Linked DNA regions of Oryzias latipes: region 1 is linked to region 2. A link is a contact called in public Hi-C data. All regions are on one chromosome and are shown on one strand. Each heading gives the region's core, a stretch centred on a gene start, on an enhancer-like site or on the middle of the called end of the contact. The rest is flanking DNA. Distances are from core to core; before and after follow the strand shown. Region 1 overlaps LOC100049529 (1-phosphatidylinositol 4,5-bisphosphate phosphodiesterase beta-3). Region 2 holds the start of brms1 (breast cancer metastasis-suppressor 1).

Region 1 (3,306 bases), core at 705-3,204, 80 kb before region 2:
GAATAAAAATCTATTTATTTTGCCACACGTTACAAAAAAATTAACAGCATTTCTAACAATTCACCTGCAGAGGGCGCCAGAGTAAAGACCAAGACCAAAAATCCTGTGACTAAAGTCTGACTTGGAGCAGAAATCGCACTTTTTCAACACAAGCAAATGTGTTTTCTTTCCCAAAATGAAACGCTGGGAAACCATTAAAACAGTGGAGAGCAGGGTTGCCAGATCCTGATGGCATTTTACAGCTTAAAGGTATCAGAACTGAAAATCAAGACACATTTCAAAACTTCTACACATCACAAGCACAAAATGACTATGTAGGTGAATCAAGATGATTTGGGCCCAGTCATGGTAAAAGTTTAATAAAACAAATTAAAACGGAAATAAATGCATAAATTCATCAAAAAGCTTTTTCTCCCCCATTGTCTCACAATGTTTTGTCTTTCTTTCTACTAAACATTGTAACAGTCAGAAAAAGCAGCTCTAATTATACCAGCCTGTCTGGTGTAATCTTTTTTTAACTAGAAATTCTGGAGGGAAAAAACCTAATGTAACCTAATCTCTCTAACGTAGCTGAACACATTTTTAAAGAATTTCACTATTTTAGAATAACGTTTTGATGTGTTTTTTCTTGTAATTATTAACTATTTTGACATTTACTTTATGGGCTTTGATTATTTCATTTTAATTTGTTATATATATATAAAGTCGTTTCTGTTTTGACCCAAACAGAATTAGTTTGTTGGCTGCAGGGGGAAAAAAATACGTGGTCAGGATTCAGATTTTAAAATAGAGTTTTCTGTCTTCATTTTTGTAATGTCTACATGTTTTCTAATTGTTTTTTTTAAACTGGAAACATTTCTCAGGAGCTTTTTTCTATGAATCTAAAAGTCTTCATTTGTTTTTAACAGAAAACTATTGTTTTAATGTTTAATTGAGAAGACATCAAGTATTTTTCATCTATAAATAACTATATTTCATAAAAATGAATACAACTATTAGCAAATGTAAAAGAATATTGATTTTTTTCTGAATTCCCGTTGCTTATTTATGGACAGAGAGAGATTGTAATTCCCCTGGTTGGCCACAATATGTCACTATTTTTGTTGCCGTTCCTTTCAGTATGCTTGTTTCAAAAGATCAAATGATTTTTGGGGCCAAAAAAAATTTAAAGAACCCTTTTTACTAAATGTGGCCTTTTATTATGAATTGTTTCCATTTCCTGTTTTTCGTATCTCTGTAGTTATTTTTAGCTACCAAAAGCTCTGACAAAGCTGGTGTTTAAACAATAAATCAGGTTTTTTTAGTTTGTGATAAATATGCGACACATGTCAAAGTGAGTTTAAGTGACCTGAGAGCGAGAAGTGAAAATAAAAGAGCAGAAGTGGGTTTCATCAGAAGAAGACTGAAGTGAAACAGATCAGACCGACAGGGAAACAAGCATTTTTCTTTCTCTCTTTTAGGGTGACGACAGTTTTATTGAAGAGCGGCGTCATATTTGGTGTCAAAGAGAAGTTAAGCTCAAAATAAGGAAAGAAACTTGATTTGAAGATATGCTGGACTAAGATTTGATGAAAAGAAGCTTTTCTCAGAGCTAAAACTTAAACCACTTGCAGGAAGAAAAGTCAGTCAGTCTGCTAAAGAAAACTGAAATAGTTTTTTCAATTCTTTTAACTATTTGTGAAATTGTGAAATTCACTTATCAACTTTATTTAACCTGATTATACTTCCAAAAAACCTTGTTTGAGCATCAACTGCTTTCAAAATGCTGCTAATAAATGTAGTAGAATCGAATTTTAGATTTTACGTTTTTTTTTTTACTGTTTCTGAGTGAAATTCATCAATCTTTTCACATTTTTCTCATATAAATGTGTGAAATGTTTGGGAGCAGGAATGCGGTCTTGTTGCTGACTCGTCTGGTATTTGAAGAATGCAGCTGTCCGTCAGAGCGGGCTGGGAGGCGCATCGTTTCATCCTATTGTTGTGCGTGAGGACCCACACGCCTGTCTTAAGGCAGGCCTGTGATGGCGGCGGCGGCGATTACCTTGTTTCTGACCAGGCCGCACTGCTCCAGCGCCGTCTCCACCCGCCGTTTATCAGAGAACAACTTCATAATGCTGGAAGACAGAGTTGGGTTTGACTGGGTTGACCCGAAACCCGTCCAAATGTTCAGAAAATGTGATGTTTTCTGCTCACTTCTTCACGGGAATTTTGCCCTCCTGGTTCACTTGCAGCTTCAGCTTGGTGTATCTGAAACCAACAGACAGGAAGTTACCAGAAAGTTTGGAAATGCGCATCTGACGGGTCGCTGTGGACTCTTACGCTTTGAGGAGGTAGCTGTTTCTTGTTGCATTGTGGGAAAGGATGTTTGTTGCCAAACTGAAGAGCTCTTCTGTCCAAAGCTGGGGCAAAAGAACAAAAACCATTTTTTTAAAAAGGGGATTTGTTTGTTTATTGGTTTTGATTTGATGTTCGTATTAGAGGTGGAGAAGGAGGGCTGCAGCTTCACCTTGGCTTCATCCTCCGACATCGCCTGGAAGTTGAGGTAGGAGATGTTCACCAAGTCGTTTCCGTAGACGATGGTCAGCGACTTCCCCAGAAAGCTGTCCTTCCCGACGCTCAGCATGCTCTGCAATTTCGCTTCCTGATCAAACACACAGTTCGACATCTGAGAGGCCTTTTGGCACAAGCAGAACCAAAAACCAGGAAGTGAGTCACGATGGAGGCAGACGATGCTCGTCAGAGATGGCTGGTGGGCAAACAAGGAGCAAATACTCCTTTGATTAATTGGATCAGAGTGCTGCACCGCATGGACCCCATTTATTACCTTATAGGGGGGGGGTTTCTAGGGGTGTAGGGAAAACAAATCGATTCAACGACATATCGCCGTATTTCTTAGATTGATACTTTAATCGATTTAAAATGTTGTCAAGACGATTTTTATCTGATTATTGATGAGCGTCCTTCAGCGTCTGACTCATGTTTTCCACTGAGCCTCTTGGAACAGCTCCACACCGCACCAAAACAACAAGATCCCGCAAGATCTGGCCGTTTTTTCCAAACACTTGCATCTGCGCTTCGTGAAGGAATATCTCCATCTCACTCTGGAAAGGTCTTCTGAAATTGGTTGAGGTTTTGCACAACCTTCAGTGTGCTTTCCTGGGAACTTTCTGAACCTGCCAATCCGGTTTCCTCCTCTGCTTGTTCTGTCACGATCTGACCGGGTTCACGAGCAAAGACGCTCTGCGCTTTGATCCTGCTAGTCAAGCGTCGCCTTTTAAACCAAGTTAAACTTCCAACAAAGAGACC
Region 2 (3,336 bases), core at 581-3,080:
CAGTGAAGAGGCTGCATTGAAGCTACTGCCGTGCAGCCTGTACTCACACATGTACTGTAGTTGCTTTTCATATTTGTTGCTACTTAATGTACAGCAACTGGTATGATGTGAAGTGTTGTTGGGCCCTGTATATTCTGCTGTTGTGTGTGACAAATTAGTTCTTAGTGTAGGACTGGTTCCTATTTTCTTATCTCACACGTGGATCGTCCAAACGGGGACAAAAGCTGCCTTTTCCTCCATCACATCTGCACTCTTTGCTGCTTCCTCACAGCGTCTTGTTTCCTCCACACGATAAAATAAAAAAAATCTGTCTCCTCTTCAGCCGAAAAAAAAAAGGACGGAGTCCTCACTCCAAATCCAAGCGTCCGCCCCACTCCTCTCTGTCACGGAAGCGCGTTGGCAAACCGCTGCCTCCAAAAACACAGATGCGCGACACCAGCTGCCAATCATCTCCCCTCATATGAGGCCATCTGTTTCTGATCCTGGGCCAATCAGATCAGAGCCTGAAGCGGCAGCATTTGAGCGACTGCGAACACTTGCAGGGATGTCTGAGCTTCACTGCCTCTTTTACAGCAGACACACACACACACACACACACACACAAACACACACACACACTGGGGGCCCACTTTATCCTGCTGCACCGTCTCCTTGCCATCCCCTCCTACCTTCTTCCATGCATCCTCCTGTCCTGCTCCCTCATCGCTCTTGAGTTTCCTGTTTTCAAACAGATGTTGCCTTAGGTATTATTTATGTTACACAAACCAAATAAACAGGAGACATCTTTGCTTTTTTCTTTAGATGTGCTACCAGGTGGAGCTACATCTTGTGGGAGAATCTTGGATTTTCCTTTTTTGAGATTCTGTTTTTTTTTTTAAACCAATATTTTTTAGGTGTGTTTCATATTTGCCGTAGGCCTTGATGCAGTGATGCTGTTCAGATAAACCATGTGTTTGAATGCTGGTCTGTTTATAAATTGTGATCGCGACCCTTCTCAACGCCAAGCCTTGGACTGATTTGTTAGCTGAAGAAAAATCCATTCAGATGTGATTGTTTTTGCCTTCTCAATGATGTTTCCAGATAGATCGACTGCTGTTTTTTAGTTTTTACTTTTCTTCCCTTTTTCGATCAGTAAAATTGCACCAGGCAAGTTCAGTCAGCAGCTGAATTTCAGTGGATTTTCATTTTTAAAGTTCAAGTTTTGGATTATTATTATGTCTTCTTAGACTGTTATTGACAAGTCTGGTTTTTTTTTTACTGTTTGGGAAAGAAAAAAAACGATTTTACCATTGAGGTTAAATACAAGAGCTAAACCATGCAGATTAGACGTGTTAGGGGAGTGTACAGTTTTTAAAAATTAGGCAAACCAACAAACACATGTAGCAATATCAACAACAGGTCTTGTTTTTGCCCAATTTTGTTACTTTTATGCAACTTTAATAAAAAATATGTAAAACTGACGATTTGTGGATCATTTTCTTTTAATGTCAATATTTTTGCTCTTCCGTTTATTATTACACGTATCAAAAAAAATTTTGCTGTATATGCATGAGGTTGAGCAAAATTATTTTATGCTCAATTTCATTTTACATTTTGCGTTTCATGTGACGTAAACATAATCAGAAATTGTATTTTTTTCTTGTAGTGTTGTGTTTAAACAACAATTTTTCATTCTACTTAATTATATTATATTTAAATTATATGTTGGAGATGTATATCTAAATTACAATTGGTTCATAGAAGCTGTGTCTTCATTCTGATTGGACAGGGTGCTTGCGGGATGGTTCTTCCTATTGGATAGTCAGGAGCAGCCCTCGACGCTGATTGGTTGATTTTACAGTTCACAGAGTCCGGCAAAGTGTCTAACTGAAGAGGAGCCGATCGAAGAGGAAGTACTTTCCAAAATGGAAATATATCATTAAACCGAACGTTTCTTCTGCATAGCTCGGCTAAGGGACACGGTAAGATGGCTTTCACGTCTGACTTAACAGTAATAAAGATGATTTATGTTTGTTAGTAGCGGATAGCATCCCCCTGTCCGCTCGGACTCAGGGAGTGCGTTCTTCGAGTTAATCCGTGTAGTTCGGTTGGCAGGTCGGTCTGCAAGATGCTCCTATGATTCTCTGGAGTGCTAATTTCCATCTTTAATTAATAAAAACGTTTCAAGAAGATTTCCATGAGAAAGGCGGTTCCTTCGTGTGTAAATGTGATGCGTGCGCAGTGACTGCCGTCTCCGTTTTTGATTCAATTGTTAGCTTGTGTTGCACTTGACTTCACGGAGGTGTGTTTGAGCTCAATGTGGTGAAAGTGCGGCCGAAATGCGAAATAAACATTACAGGGTTTTTAAGTGAGTGCAGCCTTCAAAACGAGCGTCTCTTTTCCTGACTTTAGTGTAGGCTTTAAATCCCGCCGTTGCTTTCATTTTGTTTACCAGTTTACTCTACCTCCATACGGAAGCCAGTTTTGGTCAAGTTAAGCACTGTGAAAGCGGACTTCCGGTTTGAATAAAAACCTAAATGGCAATTTTCAACATTATTGAACCTTTTTAGGCCTTTAGACGTTTAGAAAAAAATTATTTTCAGTTTTTACCACACGCTTATTACACATTTTGCCATGTTATGCAATGTAAAATAATTATTGTTTATTTAGCATTTGTTTTTAGCTAATCGATTTCCGGTTTTGACCCTTGTTATTGTAGCTTTATTAAAGCTAAGTCATCGTCAAGGTTTGACTTAACCACATTACATACTGAATAAATGTAGTTGTAATTTAATGAATTCACCTGTAGAACGTGTATAATAATGTAACGTGAATCTGTTAGACCAAAAACTGTTTGGACATCTTTAAGAATCTTTAAAACTCCTAATGTTATCAAATAAACGAGGTCATCCCATCAGTAAAAACACAAATGCCGCATATCTTACAAACATCATCACAAGAATACTTTAAAAAATATATGGCTTTGATTTAAAAGCATTTGTTTTGCCAGATGTTATAAATGCATTTCTGACATACAGTGTAGGAAGTGTTTGATCTCTTGCTGATTTTGTTGGTTTGCATTCAAAAGAAATTGTCATCTGAACACTATGTTCATTTGAACAGTGAAAGATAGAAAAGCGAGAAATCGATTTTAAAGTATTTGTGAATTTATTTGCGTTTCATTGAGGGAAACTATTATTTTAACTGTCTTGCTGGGAAGACGTAGTACTTTATTGGAAAAGCCTTATTAGCAGCACAGAAGTCAGACATAGTTGATTATCAGGTTTCTGCACATATCAGGAAGAATCTTGGTCCACTCTTCTTTGCAAATGACTTCTAAATCATCAAGCCTTAATG

Evidence for each region. Hi-C and Micro-C count contacts between places; a contact is called where the count stands out from the background.
Region 1: a Hi-C map of embryo shows a contact between it and region 2, with 1.8 times the contacts expected there. The contact joins the enhancer-like site here to the promoter of brms1 in region 2. A contact is called at or near these places in 3 of 5 Hi-C or Micro-C datasets (embryo and gastrula embryo).

What each region holds. Positions count from the first base shown.
Region 1 is chr18:12,685,144-12,688,449 of ASM223467v1, reverse strand. It overlaps LOC100049529 (1-phosphatidylinositol 4,5-bisphosphate phosphodiesterase beta-3), which reads right to left. Exons shown (of 34, transcript XM_023965810.1): 4 at 2,507-2,641; 5 at 2,320-2,399; 6 at 2,194-2,247; 7 at 2,042-2,114. Among protein-coding and RNA genes, the nearest start is that of LOC100049529, 42 kb to the right of the region's middle. Within about 2 kb of position 1,954, at least 2 of the 8 cell types and tissues checked have an H3K27ac peak or open chromatin away from gene starts, as enhancers often do. A contact at or near this core is called in embryo and gastrula embryo, where this site is marked.
Region 2 is chr18:12,604,687-12,608,022 of ASM223467v1, reverse strand. brms1 (breast cancer metastasis-suppressor 1) reads left to right here and starts at 1,830. Exons shown (of 9, transcript XM_004079687.4): 1 at 1,830-1,961. It overlaps ppp1r14b (protein phosphatase 1 regulatory subunit 14B), which reads left to right. Exons shown (of 4, transcript XM_004079688.3): 4 at 1-1,460.